Linked DNA regions of Mus musculus: region 1 is linked to region 2. Evidence: chromatin contacts called from public HiChIP or PLAC-seq data. All regions are on one chromosome and are shown on one strand. Each heading gives the region's core, a stretch centred on a gene start, on an enhancer-like site or on the middle of the called end of the contact. The rest is flanking DNA. Distances are from core to core; before and after follow the strand shown.

Region 1 (5,239 bases), core at 528-3,027, 34 kb before region 2:
CTGAAGTCACTTTAAAATTCAACAAAAAGTATTTGATAAAACCTCAAACCTATGGGCATAATAGGTTGGGATCATAAAAGCAGTCTAGGTTCAAATCGTTTCTGGAAAAAAAGGAAGAAAGGAAAGGAAAAAAGAAGGACAGATGGATGGATAGATGGAAGGAAGGAAAGGAGAAAGGAAGGAAGGAAGGAAGGAAGGAAGGGGGCTGTCTTCACAGGCGTGTTTAGAACACAGAGCATAGCTGATAACAGTTTTAAACCTGATTCATTCCTTTCTCAAGGTATCCAAAAATTTGTCTCTTCAGTGTTATAAGTAGCAAAGGAGAATTGTGACAAAGAAACAAAAATGTGCTTAGCTACTTCATGAGCAATTTAAAGGTTGAGAAATTATTGAAACAGTGGAGTAAAATTCATCGGCTTGACCTACAGTTTCAAAGTTTATTTTTAAAGAGTATTAATCTGATGCAAATAGCTAAATTGAATAGTCTGGACAATAAATCCTGGGCATAAAATGCATATATAAAAATATAACTGACAAACGAGGAAACAAATTCAATTAGGATACTTGAGCAAATGGAAAGGTTCACCAGATGCCTAGGGAAGGCTTAGGAATCCTGTCTTTAAATGGGCAACTGAGCCGCTGGACTCACGTGATGCCTTTTCCTTTGGCCTCTTTCCACAGTCAACCAAAAATTCGTGAAGGAAAGCACATGAGGAGGGAGACACATTGTATGGCTTGAAATTCTGACAGAAACGTGGTTCATGGCAGTTTGTGAATTCTCACACTTCAGTGTTCTGTTTTCTTTGGGAATAGGCAGGTTACAAACCCACTGGTTGATGCTGTAATGGTCTTCCTCCAAAGAGGTGAAAATGAGCTATTTAAAAATTTGTTCTGAGCATTTTAAAATCTTTGCCACTGTGGTCTTGTCGTCTTTGGACTGGGAATCTCACTAAGTGAGACTTATGTCTTTGAGGTAACACTCTAAGGTAATGATTTCCATTCTTATGGATTAATAATACATATTTTCTCTCCAACTGCGGCAACACACAACTAAAAGAAGTTAAGCATTGTTTAACCTGTGGGTTAATCTTACAAATTCTAGTGTTTTTAAAAAAATCACACACTATATGTATATAAATATATGTGTATGTTTACTATGAATGAATATAAATCTGAATATAGACACATAATACTATATATATGTATGTATATACTTACTGTAGGTGTATATGTACTGCTATACCCACCCCCTCCACATATTGAAAGAGATCTCGAAGACTTACAAGACAGATATTTATAACACCAGACTATTGAAGCATAATATATTTAACAGTCACAACATACCTTTATGGATGTAGACACAAACCTACATAGAGAACGATGATTAGAATGCAAGCTGACTTGATTAACTTTAGATAAACTCAAGAAATAGAAGTGCAAAATAAAACATACACGATACCCTTTTTTATTTTTAGCTCGACTGTTAAAAAGCCAATTATCTACCTGTGAATGTATACCACGCACTGCACCGCACCGTACTTTGAGGACACTTCATAGTCAGAAGTGAGAAAGCGTCTGCCCCCAACTGTCATTGCCGCTATGAAATTGCTATTAAAACAGAAACCTGAAAGACTTAGTACCCAGCTCTGTGTGATCAAGGAAAACCTGGGCATGAGTTGGCTGAGGACTGTCTTGCTGAGTCCTCCGTGCTCACCGAGTGGGAGGGTCACACTGAAGGGACGAATAAGGGCAGAGATGCGTCCCGCTTCCACTCGCTGGGAGCTGGAGCGGGCCACTCCGCGGCGGTGCGGCAGCCCTGTCCGGACTCCACCGCGCCTCCCAGGGGCTCTGACACCAACCCAAGGTAAGCTGCGCAGCTCTGCCACATTTTGCTTGATGTTGCCTTCACAAGCCCGGTCTCTGCCATATGCTGTATTTCTGGTCATTTGCCTGCATCTGCTTTTAAAGAAAATGTCACAACCGTACTGCACAAGTGCACATATTTCGAGGGGAAAATCTGCCCACCTGCATTCCCACGCGGAGACGAGGGGACCGAGTGCATTTGGCCAGATCAGGCCACTTTGACACGCTGCCTATAATGTGGCTCGTGTTTGTGCGTCCAGGTCACGCGGGCTCGCGCGTTCCACTTTAGTTCTCGGTGGATTTTCTGGTTGGGTTTGGGAAGCAGAAGTGTATGCGATGCTGATGCGGATGGAAGGCACGCGAGCTATGGAAGAAGGGGTAAACGAACAGAGCAAGCTACGAATGCTGTGGGGCTGTGGTCTCTAGGGTTGGATGCTGTAACCGGGAGAGGTGAAAGCCAGGACGCAAAGCTCGGACGCTCGTGTACCCGGTGGAGTTACCCACTTCGACCCGCGCGGGGGTCCCAAGCCCGGCTTAGGCTGTCGCGGAGGAGGATCCGGGTCTGGTCCCGGAGTACCTGGCCCTGTGTCTCCTTCAACACGCAGAGTGCGCAGCGCGTCCAGCCGGAGCGCAGCCGCTGTCCCCGCTGTCCTCGCAGCCGCGGCCGCCGCGGGGACGTCAGGGTCCCGGCGCAAAGGGCCGGCGCCTCGCCTCCGCCCGCGGCCCTCGGCTCTGCGGGAATCCGGCCGGCGCCGCAGCCACCGCCGCCTGGAGGAGGGAGGCGGCGCGCATGGTCCTGGAGAAGTTTGTTGGCCCGGAACCAAGCGCGCCACTGCACAAGCCAGCTCCTTTGAAGCAGGCGGGAGATGAAGCTTAACCTTACCCCAGCTAGGTCGTGGAGGGCTCTGGAACTAGTTGAGTGGGTGGGCAGGTTACCCACGTGGGCCCCGTGCCATGGGGGACAGAGGGGAACGCATGGTGGGTCTCGGAGGACAATGGACTCGGCAATGGAGAGAATGGGACCCAGATGCTGAAAATATATACTTTTAATAGAACCATCCAGGAATTGCGACAGTGGGTGATGTGAGATCTAGAGTGAGTGAGCTGGGAGATGGAAGGGTAACAGAAATAAATTGTGCAGCCTCCACCCACCCCATCACCAATTCAGACTACTTACTTCCAACCTCTCCTTGGAGAGGAGGTCTGAGGAGCAAAAGGGATGAGAGAGTACTAGAGGCGCTTTAGAAGAATATACATCTGCCCACCCCCACTCCCACTAATCAGAGCTAAGGAAAGCAACACTCCTGTACAAATCAAGGACTACAGTTGTTCTTTAAGGGAGGAAGAAGCCTGGCCGAGAAGGGTGGCCTTTAGGTTCTCCTGAGTAGGTGAGCAAAGCCCGTTGGGCTCTTTCTAAGTAGAAAGCTCTTCACCAGGCGCCTGCAAAGGAGGTACCGGGATATCGCCGTGTTTTCATGGTGCAAATTGTAAGTTCTCAGGCCTGAGATGAATGGATGGGATTTTCTGATAGGGATAATTCTTCAGGGTGGAAAGAGGTAGCCGCTAGGAATAGGAAACTCATTCTCTGGAGGGTTTGACCAGAATGATTTCCCTAAGTGTTAAGAAAACTAAGTAAGGTGTCCCAGAAAAAAAAAAAAAAGTTCCAACAGTAGAATAGGACAGGAGAGCCGCTGCATATGGACAGGTACAGAATAGCCAAAGGAAGGGAAGGAAGCCACGTGCAATTATATTTGCATCTGAATTTTTGTTATCTCCAAGTTCTTTCCAAACAGACGAAAGCCCATAGTGCTCATCAGAAATGAAACCTTTCCATCTATTTTTCTGGTCCTGCATTTTAATCTCCCTTGCTGAAATTTCTGTTCATTTTCTGAGGCAGCAGAAACAGGCTGCGTCCTGAATGGCTCTAGAGACAGAAGGAAATATGGATAGAAACTATAGGAATGGGACTACGTGGAGGTTCAAACGAAGGATGAGCAACAAGCAGGGATAAAAGGTCGTGGAGCTGTAGATAACCTACTATGCAGCCCGGAAGTAAAACGGTGTCGTGGAAGACCGAGTGAAGGGGATGCGTTGAGTTACTCCAGGCAGGCCTTCTTGAGAACTTGTGCCTCAAAGAGGCAGAGGATAAGCAGGTTTAACAGAGGAGAGCACGAAGGGAAGACAGAAGGAGAGGCACGTGACAGCTTAAAGGTGTCGAGGGATGAGCGATGCGGGGTAAGACTGAAAGCACAAGTTAGGTGAAGTCTAAGATGAAGAGAGCTGATGATACCTGCAGAGAAGAGACTGAGAGGGGAGGGTGAGAAGCAGAGGGTGCTGTATGCTGTTGTATGGACCAATAGTAAGACAACCAGGTGAGGAAGCCATATACTGAATCTAAGGGCAAGATGGTGAGAATAGGCATATTCTATTCACCCTGTAGAATGTGAACGGAAAACACCTCTTAAGAATGTTCTATCAGAAAGCCAAGAGCCATTCAGATAAAAAATACACTGAAAAAGACGGGTGAATTGGGAAAATATACAAAGCTATCAATATGAAATTCTAAATGGCATTGTATCTTAGGCCGGGATTTGCCTATGGAAAACAGAACCAGAGCTTGTAATCAGAGAGTAGTGGAGGGCGGCTGGAGTTGTTGATATTTAGGGTATCTGAACAGCTAGTGCTTACAGCTGTCATTCAGAGAGGTACGTCAATAAAGCAGACACACAGTCAAGAATAGAGAAAACTGCTTAGGTATGTCCAAATAGAATTTTCCGGTTGACGTCTTCAGGGAAGTGAACACTATTTTTGAAATGAAAGGAGAATATCTATGGGACCTTGAAGTATTTGGGCAAATTCTTCAGTAGTACAAATGTTAGCAGTCAAGGAGTATGCTTTCTGTCGGGGCAAAGATCAACTTCAACACTATTACTATTTTGGAATCTCATTAAATCACATTCACCAAGCCTTCTAGCGATTTTTTTTCTCTACTTCCCTACAATTTCTTATTTCATATGTATCCTCCTACAAATATTAAGCAGTCTGAGTCTCACTGTATTGACTAATAGATCTTAATATTTGTTTCACTTTCATCTAAAAAAATTGCCCAAGACTGCATTCCTTCTTCCAACTGGTTGCATAGCTACCTACAGGAGGTAGGTTTCCCGGAGACTAAGGAATAAAAGGTAACAGTTTATGTTTCTTTAAGAGGATAAGTAGAGTGGAGACAATGTAAGAAAGCGATTACTGCTTAGTACAGACTGCAAAGACGAGTAGTGGAGCTCAGTCAGCCTGCAAGGCAGCGGATAGTGAACTGCTTGAGATGGCATTCACAGAATACACAAAAGTGGCTTTTGAACTGAGAGTTGAAGGCACA
Region 2 (5,389 bases), core at 783-3,282:
AGTAAATTTAAAGATAGGAAGTGTGCTTGCAGTCCATTGAGAGGGTAGAAGTGTCAATAAGCAATAAAAAATGTTAAGAAAATGTCATATAAATAAACACTGAGCATGTCTCAAAAGGAGGGAGTAATAGGTAGAAAGTATTCTGATCTGTATTTCTGTCCTTTAGACTTTTTCAAGGTTCCAGACTTTAGCATCTCCTTCGGAAATCACCTGAACCTGAGTAGTGCACGGGATAGCTTATGTCAAAATGTACATCTTGTCTTTGCTGAAAGATCGATCTCATGAACATGGCTCCTTTTCACATGGACTTTTATATAAGCTCAGGTCTATAATAGCCGGGTCTTATAGGGAGAACAACAAAATGCAGGAAGGTGACTTTTAATCTCTATGTATGATTATTTCTGATAGTCTGATGTTTAGAAATAAAAATCCATCTTTAGGGATCTTAATAGAGAATACTAACTCTGTTCTATCACCTTCATATTCTTGTGTATTTTGTACTTTCTGAAGTCTTCTGTAGCATTAGGGCCTGTGGTTTTAAATTCATATCTGTTGTATTTAAACTTAAAACTCTTGCAATTACAAATAAGGGTGAGAGTGCTTTCTAACTACCATAGATGATCCTAGATGGTTGTGTTAGATAAAGAATAAGTAACAAGTAGCCTTGGTAAGTCCCTGAAACTCGTGTAATCAAAGTTTATTTCAGTCAACAGACTCTGAGCTCCTTATGGCTCAGCACTGAATGACACTAAGGCTTCCACTGGTAAGGGATCTGACCCTGTCTTTTCTTCCTGGAACCTGCTAGAGAGATACAGAATAGGAGGGAAAGCTACACGGTCCTAAACACTTCACAGCTCTGTCCATTTTCCTACAAATGTCATGATTTCATTTTCCTTTGCACCTGCACAAGTATCCAGTGCATTACATTTTCTTCATCTATTCAGCTACTGATAGAGAAGCGGGCTGGCTCCACGTCTTAGTTGTTACGAAGAGTATAGCAATAAAGATGGAAACGTTACATCACATGCAGCGTCCCAGACTGATAAGCCAAATACCACATATTTCCTCTCATATACACACATAACGTATAAATATATAATTATTAATCCACATATAGCTACGAAATTTAAAAGGGAACCACAAGAAAGGGGAAAGTAAAGGAGAAGAAAATAAAACAGAAGGTAAAATAAAACAGAAGGTACTATGACATGAAAAAGAAGACAATTGACTGGCGAGGAAGACTTGCAGGAGCCAGTCAGGAGGATGGGGGAGGGAAGGGGAGGGTGAGGATTGACAGGGACAAAGTGTGTATGAAAATGTTGCAATGAAACTCATAATTTCATATGGAAGAAAGGAAGAAATAGCAGCTAGAGATAGCAGAGTTGGGTGGTTTAGCTGTTAAAAACACTTAGTGCTCTTACAAACAATTGGGTTGGGTTCCCAGCACCCGCATCTGGTGGCTCACAACTTCCTGTAACTCCAGTTCCAGGAGGACCCAACACTTCTGGCCTCTTAAGATATTTGCCCTCAGATGCACATACAGACTCACGCAAATTAATAATTAAAAACAAATAAACAAACAACAGCAAATAGTAATAGTAAATAATAATAATAATAAAATACTACTACTACTACTAACAACAACAACAACGACAAGAAAAAAATTTTTCTTTCCCTTTGTACTGACCGAATCTGAAACCTCCTGTCTTTCACGGTGCAGCACAGTTCAGCTACAAAGCACACCCCCTCTGTCACTGAGGCTACATTTTAAGTATTTGGGGATTTTCATTCCTTCCCTCATATGGGCCTGTTTTCTAATCCACGTTTCCCTTCTTTTTTGCTCTTGGTTGGGTTCTCTCCAAGTACTCAGAAACAGCTAAATTCTGAGGCATGAAACTGTGCTCAGCTCTGACACAAGATTCTAATTCCTGGGCGGGTTTGAAGGATCACTTGGCAGCTCCATTAAGCTACGGAGAGTGACTGCATCCCCTGGGTTTTCCTTTGGACATTCTTTTGTTTTGAGATAGAAAGCTTCCTATGTAAGGGCCATGTGACTCTGCTAAAACCCTGTCCAGCTGTTTCATGAGACTGTTACACATGAATCTAAATGTCATCGCTGCACTTCCTTAATTATCATCTGGCATGCCAAGAATGTGAGGTGAGTCACTGCTCATACATTCTAAAATGAGAAGGAAAGTCTACTGGACTTCACGGCTACAGAATTGTCTAAGCAAGCTATTTTAGCAAAATTACTTAGTATTAGATCTGAAAGAGTTTAAAGGTAACCCTTGTAGAGGTTTTAAATAATGTATAGAAATATTTAATTACTAATAGTTAAAAGAAATTATCTCAGATTTTTAAGAGAAATTCAAGGAGTTTTTAATCAACAATAGGTTACTTAATATAAAAATGCTACTAAAATGTAAAAATGATGAAAAACCCTCCAAGTATGTTTGTTTGTTTCAGAGTTTTATATTTTGTTCCTCCAAATTTACTTTATAATTAGATAGATATAAATTAATGAACAGAAATTAAACAATTGATACATCTAACAATTTAGCAGAACCTGATCATATAATTTCAATATTTTTCAAGGTTATCCTTAAGTATTCCATCATGGGGCTCATAAAAAAAATCAAGCAACATATGAATACTTCAGTTGAATGTTATATCAACTATCTGTGACATAATTCCTCTATAATGCAATTTTGAAGAACCTTCAAGAAATTTTTGTATGTAAAAAACATGTTAGTCAAACTCTCAGCCCAGTATAAAGGAACATTTCTCATTTGTCAGGTGGAGAATTCTTTTGTTCTTCATTTTTAAGTTCAATATCACTGAGTTGATTTTGTTCAAAATCCCCTTGGGAACATAAGGAGGTATGAATACAGGCTACATTGATAAAACATTGCATCTTTTCTAGACTCTCTCTGCTTCTAATACTTCAGAAGTGTAGGCATTGAAGAGCATTCTTGCATTAATTGCAAGAAAAAGTAAAGGAGAGGGTCCTTTGAGGTCGCAACTATGAATGCGGTCCTGTGGTTATACAAATCCTGCTTTATGGTTTATGGGTGGAAAAAACATGAAGCACATTCAGTTTCTTGTCAGTCACATAGCAGGGTTTAGGGAAGCTATATATTCTCATTATCAAACTTAAGTTAACTGGGTAGTCTTCATTCAGATTTCAGACACTATATTATTTTGTAAGGCTGATTTGCATGAGTAATTAGCCATAAAGGTATAGATATAGATTGGTGGTTCCCTTGACTGTGAATCCAGAGATGAATAATCTTATTCCTTCAGAAACTTCTAAAATTGTGTATCTATTTGTGAGTGTTAGCAGACAAAACATTTAGAAACTTTAAATATTTTTATTTCACATATTGTAAATGACGACACAACAAAGAGATTTATCTACATAATATTAATATATGTTTAACATATTGGTAAGGTAAGAAGTCTTCACTATCTCCTTCAAAGAGTACAGTCTTAAAAGTCAAACAAAACATCAAACAAAAGGAAAGCAAATGCAAGTGAGATGGTGCAGGATCCTTTGCAAGCGTGCCTCTTTCGAGATTCAAGTGCAGATCAGCTTTTGAAAGGAAAGAGATTGTGCTCCTGCTTCTCACAGAAATGGTGTTTTTTTCCTCCAGTTGGTACAATGCAGATGAGAATACTAGCATGTACGGCACAACACTCCCTGTACAACAGTCAGGGTGTTCTCTTAGCGGAAGGAAAGGAAGCGAATTGAAAACCAGCTTTGGGTCTCTGAATAGACAGTTAGTGCTTTAACTGTTCAGAGGAAAACAGAAGCCCTGTGTGGGAAGGATATGACTTTGGGGTGGGAGAAACAGAAAAGAGTGGGAAGAGAAGACAGGAAGGGAAAGGATGGGAGTGAGAGAAGATGATAGGCTGGTGCCACAGGTTCTGTTGACTGACATTGAATCCTGGGAAGAGGGAATCTCAGCTGAGGAAAAACTGCAGTCAGAAGGCCAGGGGACATGTCTGTGGGCATTCTAACTCCCCGCCTCCCCAAGTTTATAGGGATGTGGCAGGGATCCAGTACCTCTGATTCTACTGGGCACTGAGGCAGCATTATGTATCCACATAACATCACAGAGTTCTTAGTAAATATAGTTCTACTGACTCCTGGTTCTTCACGGGGCTCCAAAGTTAGACATAAATATAAGCAGTTCTCTCTATTGCTCTCATGTTGGCTTGCTCCTTTACACACACACACACACAAACACACACACACACACACACACACACACACACACACACACAGAGAGAGAGAGAGAGAGAGAGAGAGAGAGAGAGAGAGCATATAAAACCATCTTTGCTCAGGAAGGCTACAGAGAAAAGCACTTTACAATATTAGGTCATTATAAAGTTCAGCTTTGATGCCAGTGGGGGGGAAAATGAAATTGCAACAAAGTATTGCATTCGACTCTCAAACGGTCATGCGTAGTCTCTGTGGGTTGTAAGACAAAGAAAGGCACGTCCATGCTTTCAAGTTATTTCAGTCTCCAAAGACAGAGAAGCCAACGATTAGCCATTATGGAATGCAATGTCTTCTGTATGTGGCACACATGCTGAGAGAGCAGATGACACTACCTGGAAACAGTTTCACAGAGGATTCAAAAGGCTGAGGTGTGAGTGTGCCAGGCGGGCTGGGGGACGACAGTGTGTTCAACAGCGCGTGCAAAGGCTGTCAAAGGGAGGATCACTGTGATTTTAAAGGTCAAGGCGGTTGACTAACTCCCGTGTAGTTAGTGAACACGGGTACAAGGATATCTAGATAGGCAAGGCAAGGCAGAATTAATTTGGAGGCCATCTGTACTGATCTGAAGAGTTTGTTTGAACTTCATTCATCTAAAATGCTAAAGGCATTAAAAAAAAAAAAAAAAAAAAGCAGTAGCAACCAACCTTAGGGGGTGGGGTGGGGGAAGAAGGAACTGCGTGAAGGCCATTGAGAAATCACAGCTTTCAGTTAGGTGTGAGACTTCCTAAATGGATCCGGAAGCAGGAGCTGGGCACCCAGATCCCAGAAGGACATTTCAGATTTCCAGGGACGTCTTGTGAGGACTCAGCTTTATTCAGGACGCTTTGAATTTCCTTGCGTGAGGGACACCTGGCAACACTCGCTTGCAATGGATCTCTGTTTCTAAGAAGCAACTTGCTTAACTCGCCATTAGGTTTTGGTTTTGCTCTGAAGCTGAGGCCGAGGCATTTGTAGGAGGGCCTGTGCTCAACAGGAAGCCATTTGCAACACCACAATGAACAAATGCTTACCCGAACAGGCGAGGAATTATTAGAGCATCACCCAAACTTTGTTTTCCCATTAACAAGCTATGTGTCTGAATCCTCTTAGCAAACACGGAAAAGG

What was found. HiChIP or PLAC-seq counts read pairs in DNA pulled down with a chosen protein or histone mark.
Region 1: a CTCF HiChIP or PLAC-seq map of the NIH/3T3 cell line shows a contact between it and region 2, with 29 read pairs. The contact joins the promoter of Col19a1 here to the enhancer-like site in region 2. A contact is called at or near these places in 1 of 39 promoter capture datasets (liver), 1 of 15 datasets of contacts at CTCF or cohesin (the NIH/3T3 cell line), 4 of 484 Hi-C or Micro-C datasets (cerebral cortex, muscle stem cells, myocytes and 1 more), 2 of 115 datasets of contacts at active chromatin or transcription factors (CD8 T cells and neural progenitor cells) and 3 of 9 other capture datasets (adipose tissue, liver and pancreatic islet).

The regions. Positions count from the first base shown.
Region 1 is chr1:24,583,975-24,589,213 of GRCm38.p6, reverse strand. Col19a1 (collagen, type XIX, alpha 1) reads left to right here and starts at 1,777. Exons shown (of 51, transcript NM_007733.2): 1 at 1,777-1,864.
Region 2 is chr1:24,550,339-24,555,727 of GRCm38.p6, reverse strand. All of the region lies in intron 4 of Col19a1 (collagen, type XIX, alpha 1), which reads left to right. Among named protein-coding and RNA genes, the nearest start is that of Gm26418, 4.1 kb to the right of the region's middle. Within about 2 kb of position 2,032, at least 47 of the 459 cell types and tissues checked have an H3K27ac peak or open chromatin away from gene starts, as enhancers often do. A contact at or near this core is called in the NIH/3T3 cell line, muscle stem cells, myocytes and 1 more, where this site is marked.